Regions from separate parts of the Mus musculus genome. Here region 1 is linked to region 2. The links are chromatin contacts, called in public HiChIP or PLAC-seq maps. All regions are on one chromosome and are shown on one strand. The core of a region is the stretch at or near the end of the contact, and the rest is flanking DNA. Distances in the headings are between cores, read along the strand shown. Region 1 holds the start of Foxq1 (forkhead box Q1). Region 2 holds the start of Dusp22 (dual specificity phosphatase 22).

Region 1 (3,794 bases), core at 25-2,524, 900 kb before region 2:
ACCTTGACGAAACAGTCGTTGAGCGAGAGGTTGTGGCGCACGGAGTTGCGCCAGCCCGTGTAGCTGCCCCGGAAAAAGGGGAACTTGCCCATGAGGTACTCGTTGATCTCGGCCAGTGTCAGGCGTCCGCCCGCGGAGTCGCGGATGGCCATGGCGATGAGAGCGATGTAGGAGTATGGGGGCTTGGGCCGCCGCGTGTACGGCTTGCTGCGCGCGCCCTCGCCGCCGCCCACGCCGCCCGCGCACGGCCCTGCCGCGGAGGCCTGCGTTCTGCTGTCATCAGTTGCCTCCGGACCGTCTTGGGCGCTCGGCCCGCCACTCGAATTCCTCTCGCCGCCGCCACCTTCCAGATCCCCGGCGCCGCTGCCCGCCGCCGGGCTGTTGGCTGCACAGTCCCCGTCTGAGCCTAAGGAGTCGTCACCAGCCGCGGACAGTGGAGATGGCACGTCGCTGCTGCCGGCCCCCTCCAGATCGCTGCCCATTTTGTCCCCGTGGGCTGCGCGTGGGACGAACACCTCCAATTTCATGCCGGCGCTGGTGCTTCCAGTCCGGCACAGTTACCCCTTTCCTGCGAGGTCGTAGGAAGCGAGTGGCGCCCGGAGTGGCGATCCCGTGGCCCGCTGAGTCTGTCTTCTCCTGGGAGGGACCGCTCCTGCGTCTTTCCGAGAGAGACGCTTTTCCGAAAGGTTCTCCTCCGCTGGGATTTTTTTTGGGAGGGGTTTTGATTGTTGGGTGAAGTGAGGAGTGGAGTGATAGAAGTTGGTGCAGTGCTGTCCTTACTCCGAGGTTTAGAGACTTTGAGCGGAAGACAAGCGAGGAATGAGGGGCCACCCTGCGAAGCGGGGGCCAGGACACACCAGCCTTAGGATTTCGTGCTGGGAGGACCGAGCCGGCGCTTATGCTATCGGTCTGGGCGTCCAAAAGTGTTCCTTCGCTGGATGTCTAGGTCTCAGGCACCGACCTGACGTCTGCTGGCGCACCCGCTACTTTTGAGGATAGGACGTCTTCAGCCTCGAGAGCCCATAGAAAGGAGTCTTCGAGGCCGCCGCACCCGCAGCCGCCTTGCCACCCCCGGCTTCCCGGGCAGCATGTCCGCGCTGGCCGGCCGCAGCAGAATCTCGCCTCCACCTTCGGTCCGGCCCAATATAACCCTGCGGCGGCTCCGCGCGGGCGGGGCCTGGGCGCCCACGGCCAGGGGGTGGGGGAACTAGGTGGCCGAGGTGGCCGCGGCTCCCCCCAAGGCGTTCATCAGGCCGAGGCCACGCGGCGGCGCGGCCACAGAGTCTCCGCGGGCGCAGGTTGTTTGTTTTGGGTCTGGCCGGCCCCGCCCTTTCGGTCTCGCCAATGGGGAGCGAGCGCACGGCTAGGGTGTGCGCGCGAGTGTGCGCGCCTGTGCGGCTGCCCCGCCCGCCCCGCTGCGCAGGTAGGAGCTTCTGGCTTCCCGCGGCCACCGAGTGGGTTTCTGCGCCCCCCGGACTCACCAAGACGATTGCTCTCCTATACCTGGTAGAGCTGACACTTTTTGGACGCTCCAGAGAGACACCTAAAAGGGCTTAGGCCGAGGGACTGGTTGCATAGGTCTGGCCGCCGTCCTGAGCTGCGCGCTGCGTGCAGCCTGCGGATTTTTTTGGCAAGGAGAGCCAATATTCTTAGGAAAGGAAATCCCTGGTGATAATTGAATCGCTGAACTGCAGACACCCCGTGGAACAGCCTTTGCATTGACCTCTTTCGTGCCCTTCCTCTTACTTCCTCTCTATGGCCAACTTTACCCCTTGTAACAAGTAAAAACCACGAGCTTGAAATTCTATGATTCTTTTTGGTTGATCGTGCCTCTTGTTTCTTAGCCGGCTTCCGACTTTCACTTTTATTTTGTCATACCTGGCTGGAGGCTCTGGGGGGAAGGAGGCAACGCCCCATACTTTTACCGGGAGGCCGCTTTGCAAGAGAGGTGCCCGGCTCTGCCTGCCTTGAGTCCCTTCCGAAGTCTTGTGACGTGGGCTTTGCCCACAGCCATGCAGTGCCCGGGTCTAGCAATCAACAAGAATCACGGGAGGATGTGTGTTCCTTGGGGCATGAGGCAAAGGCAAGGCGTGTTTATCGCTATTTGTCTGCAACTGTGCTCTAGAACTTGCCTTGGCTTTAGTGGCACGGGTGTCAAACAGGAAAGGAGGCCTCTTCTGCAACTCCTCCGACTCCCTGACAACTCTGTGTCAGTTCTCCAAGGAAAGGGGCCTTGCACTAGGAAGGGTGCACTTTTGACCCTATGCCTACCACGCCAGCTTCCTCCTTCTTCCTGCTTTTGTTGCGAATAATGTTGAGGCTGCGACTATGTGGGAGAGCATGTTTGAAGTTTATTTTATTACTTTCCACCATTTGTGTGGAAAGCATACACAAGCTTCTCTTCTCTTAAGTCAAGAAGCCGTAAAGGCGCTCAGAATGCAGTGGGCATCTTGACAGCCAGCAGGAATCTGATGTTTTGTAGTATGCAGGGAGTAACTGTTTACCACGTGGTGCGTTCCTCCAGCCTCGAAAAACAGCCTCTTTCAAGGGGTTCCTCTTAGCTCCTGCCCGCAAATGGATGGTCCCTAGGTCCTGGCCAGGGGAGTGCGTTGGGATGAGAATTAGCCCAGTGCAAGGTGACAAAGCATTGATTTGGCCAGGGATAAAAGACATTGTTAATGAAGGTTGTCCTTATTTGAACTCAGCGTGCCTGTTTTATGGAGGAGATACATTTAGGAGGGTTAAGACTCAATAGGCAATAGGCAATAGGGAGATTCCAGGCCTAGGAACACCAGTGGCTGCTAATCCACTCACTGCCAGTCCACCTCACTGCCAGTCCCGCACTTCATCCGTCACCACCTCTCACTAGCTGCAGCAGATACTCTCCTTACCTTGATCTTGGTTAGGCGAGGAAATGCCTATTCCTCGTCCCTATTAAGCTGACTGTTGGGTTTGGAGCTTGTGATGGGGGAGGAGAGGAGGATGGAGAATTCTCAGCTGGGGTGAGGGTGGGGCAACTCTTTCTACTTTGAGAGTTCTTTGGGAGGTTGGAATGGCTAGGTAAGATACTACCCATGGACCACTACGACGACTTCGGAGAGGAAGACCCCAGGAGGAAAATGGCTGGGTCCAGCTATCTGGGAAGGGGAAGAGGAACCTGGGAACTAGGATACAGACTCCATCAAGATGGAGTCTTGTCTTTATTTCTTGGCTGTATATCCTATTCTTGCCCCATCGATACCATGTGCTGAGAAAAAAGTTTGTCTTAAGTTAAAAATCACAAATAAAACTCTTCTATGCGGTTGCAGTTGATTTGACTGTTTTGAGCTGATGTTTTGTGTCTGGAGAATTCATTCACCTTCTATGGATGATAAAGGAAAACAGCAAGAAGAGAAGAAGAAAGATGTCTGTTTTCCGAATCTCTATCCCCACACCCTTGAGGTTGGGGTTTCCAAGTTTAAAAGAACAGACACCAACTCCTCGTCCCCAATCTCCAGTTTCTTCACAAATTCCCCCCCCCCCCCATTTTTTTTGATGATGTCTCCTTTAGCTTTGTCTTTGGGGATTCTGATAATTGATGGATTGATAAGTGCCTGTGGGTGGTGCCTGACCAAGTAGCTGAGGTTGCGAAAGGCTTACTAGCTACTTCTCTTGCCCTTTAATTTTCAGGGAGATGAGTAGCTGAGCTATGTGGAGGAAACACTCAGATCTCTGTGACCTTCTTTCCTCCCTGAAGTGGGTTTTATGAAGAGAGAAGTGAAGCTGTGGACGGCAACAGAAACTTACCTGTGGAC
Region 2 (3,481 bases), core at 406-2,905:
CTTCAAAGAAATTTCACTAGGAAAATGTAAATGATGTATCTGGTTCACATTATATTTGTACTGAACAAGCAGTGTCCTACATTGAGGAGGTCTGTAACAGACTTCTTGGTCCTTTCTGCTGGCTTTCCTCCCTCTGTTCCCAAAAGCACTACACCTAACATATATTCAGTACAGACTGTAAGTATTGAACCACTGAACATCTACATTTCTCTGTCCGTATAGTTTTCCATCTCTACACTAGAAACTGTGTCTGTACAAGCTGGTTATGATAATAAAATAGTCAAGGAATCTACTATAAGAAGTAAATAGCACAATGTGGATATGAATACTGCCACCTTCGCTGAGAAGTATGAAAAGAATATCCCTTAGGCAATCAATCACTTGTATACCTAAACCCATTCTTTCAATTAGAATATAAAATACTAGAAACCAAATGCAGAAAGGGACAGTAAACAGTGGCGCCAACTAGAAATGTCAAGGGAAAGCAAGCAGAGTCTGTCAGCCCCAGGCGGACATCTTCAACCGGTCTAATTTTAAAAGCAGAAAGCTCAGAGCGATGACTGATCCCTGTGCTAATGGGAACATAATACAAGCATATATTCATGAGAGGGAGTTTGTTTCAAATTTGATCACTGGCGAAAATAATAATAATAATAATAATAATATAATAATAATAATAAAATAATAAAATCCTAGTCACCAACACACAAAAGTCACAACGCACAAAAACATGGAGACTGTGCAAGGAGCATGCAGGCTTCCATCAAAGACATGTTCGTTCCCTCCTCGGTCTTGGATCTCTGCCTCAATAATCATTCCCATGGAAGTAACTAAACCACTGCAGAGCCCCTCGCCACAAAGCAGAGACAAATGTGAAAGGGTGAAGAAAGAAGGGGAGAAAGCGAGCCACACCGTTAGAACCTATAAACATGATGGATAAAGTAAGTGGAGACAAGATGGGGGGTAACACCAGAAGCTAACCAAACCCAGGACCATTTAAAATACTTGTAGAAGTACTTGTCTTAGTCCTGGGCATCCAGAGCCTTAGTAAGATTTCTCTTTGAACCAGCAAGTTCCTTAACCTTGAGACTGACACAAATAGAACCCGGAGGACTGTCACCGCCAGATCATCCTCAATCTAGGGGGTAGGGGTGAGAAAACCGGCCCAGAAGGTTTGGGCCACCACAGGGGCAAAGAAAGAGTTTCTAGAAGGCCTTGCGGCCACAACAGCCAGCCAACAGGTTGCCCTAAGGAAGCCCCACAACCCAGGGTCAACCAGCTCCAGACACCGAAAGCCATGTCAGTTCTAGGGTTTCCGTGAACTTCCCCCACCAGAGTGGCTTATCTGTGCACGCGCACACAAATCTGGGGAAAAGAGGAAATTACAGAAGCCGCCCATCTGGCCCGGTTCACCAATGCTGTGGGTGGCAGACGTCAAGGGGCCCGGTCTCAGGGGAGGGAGACAGACCAGCTCCAGCATGGGTCCCCCGCTCTCAAAGGGGCACGCTGTGCGGGTCAGGGCTGCGGAGGCTGCAGAAAAGAGGGTGCGGCCGGGACCGGACGTTACCTGGCTCATCCCACTCCCCATGGCCGCGCCGGGCTCGCCGCTCCGCGCTCGCGGGAGGAGACCGGGCGCGCAGCCGGGCGGGCAGGCGGGCGGGGCAGCGGGAGGCGGCGCCAGGGCGGCGCTCGCTGCGCGCTCCACCCGGGACGCGGCATTACTGTCCGGCCGTGCGGACGTCGGGGACAGCGGCCCTCGCCCCCGCGGCCGGACGCCCAGCGCGCACGCGCTCGTGCTCGCGCATGAGCCCCAGCCTACAACCCTGCAGTTTGCGCACGCGCGCCGGGTGGGGGGTGGGGTGGACGGAGGCAGGCGCAGCGGTAGGGGGGTCCCCAAGTCCCTAAAGGCGGTTTCCCCTGGGGCTCCCTGGTGCCAGTTACGGGCAGTGTCTCAGGCCTTGACTCCCCTGTTAGAGGGGCTCCCCTGTCTGGGTTTTCTGAGCCAACAAGGCGGGGGATTCCTGTGGGCCCTGCCCCACCCAACTCAGACCGAGAAGGAGCATGCTCTGGGAAAGGTGGGCTAGGTGACTCACCTCTGCAGAGACGTGACCCTGGTCGAGGAGAGGAACCCAACTGTCTCTAAATGGTCTTTTTCAGGGCAGTGTGTTGCAATGACTACCCCCAGAAAGCCCCCACGTACCTGCACTGCGGTTTTGTCTAGCGTGTGCATGCATTCTAGCATGTGGGCCATCTATCATCCTTGGTAATTTTTTTTTCCCCGAGACATCTGTGTAGCCCTGGCCCTGGCTGTCCTGGAACTCACTTTGTAGACCAGGCTGGCCTCGAACTCAGAAATCCACCTGCCTCTGCCTCCCGAGTGCTGGGATTAAAGGTGTGCACCTGGGATTAAAGGTGTGCACCACCGTGCCTGGCTTATCCTTGGTAAAATTTTAATTTCCTTTATAGGCACTAAGACCTGGGGGTTTGAACATCCCTTTCACTTGGGTAACCCAAGACCCTCAGAAAACACAGATACTTAACATTACTATTTAAAACAGTAGCAAAATTACAGTTATGAAAATAATTACAGTTATGAAAATAATTTTATGGTTGGGGGTCACCAAGTTATGAGTAGCCATATTAAAGAGTCACAGCATTAGGAAGATTGAGAACCACTGAACTAAAGGTTTCTCATTTCCATTTTGTATTCTTGACAACGCCCTACACCCAGTAGATGCCAGTACTTGTTGAATGAAGATAATGCCATGTTTCAAGCCCAATTCTGCTGGCCTTAGATCACCCTCCCCCTTCCTGGAATCAGCCCCAGGGGCTGCTCTGTTTTTTCTTAGACATCCTAGGCTTGATCTTACACAGGGTCCTGTGTTACTGACATCTCAACGCCCAATTCTTTGCATAGCTTTTTTGAGGTCTTAGTACAAAGGTCATCTCCCCATAGATTCTTCTCTCAACTAAAGCATCCAGTTTATAAGATATACTCCAGGTACCTATGACATTACTGTGTCATATTTTTTTCATACACTTAGGATCAGAAATTATACTTAATTGCTTAATATTGACCTATCTCATAAGCTAATAACTTCCTGAAAGAGGTCTTTCTGTCTTATTCACTACTTAGTCATATGTCTTCTGGGGCAGAAGCTAGCATAACATAGACTAAACATATGCCAAAATAATTAATGGGGATCTTGGCTGAGAAACCAGTGGGGAGGTTCTAAAAACAAACAAACAAACAAACAAGCAAGCCAGCCAGAAAAAAAGAACTGCTGTTGAGCTGGCCTAGCTGGGAAAGTTACTCACTGCCAAGCCAGATGACCTGAATTTTGTCCCTGACAACCACACAGTGGAAAGAGAGAACCAAGTTTTGTAAGTTGTCCTCTGACCATAGTTATGAGTGCACACACACACACACCCTAATAGATAAATAAAAATAAATAGTAAACAAAAAATGTGAAGAAAAGTA

The links. HiChIP or PLAC-seq counts read pairs in DNA pulled down with a chosen protein or histone mark.
Region 1: a contact with region 2 is called in an H3K4me3 HiChIP or PLAC-seq map of embryonic stem cells, with 4 times the contacts expected there. The contact joins the promoter of Foxq1 here to the promoter of Dusp22 in region 2. A contact is called at or near these places in 2 of 39 promoter capture datasets (embryonic stem cells and hippocampal neurons), 3 of 484 Hi-C or Micro-C datasets (all in embryonic stem cells), 3 of 115 datasets of contacts at active chromatin or transcription factors (the NIH/3T3 cell line, embryonic stem cells and pancreatic cancer cells) and 1 of 9 other capture datasets (embryonic stem cells).

The regions. Positions count from the first base shown.
Region 1 is chr13:31,555,650-31,559,443 of GRCm38.p6, reverse strand. It overlaps Foxq1 (forkhead box Q1), which reads right to left and starts at 1,274. Exons shown (of 1, transcript NM_008239.4): 1 at 1-1,274. The coding sequence starts at 527.
Region 2 is chr13:30,658,233-30,661,713 of GRCm38.p6, reverse strand. It overlaps Dusp22 (dual specificity phosphatase 22), which reads right to left and starts at 1,655. Exons shown (of 7, transcript NM_001037955.4): 1 at 1,568-1,655. The coding sequence starts at 1,588. Gm35158 (a long non-coding RNA gene) reads left to right here and starts at 1,671. Exons shown (of 3, transcript XR_382157.3): 1 at 1,671-2,263.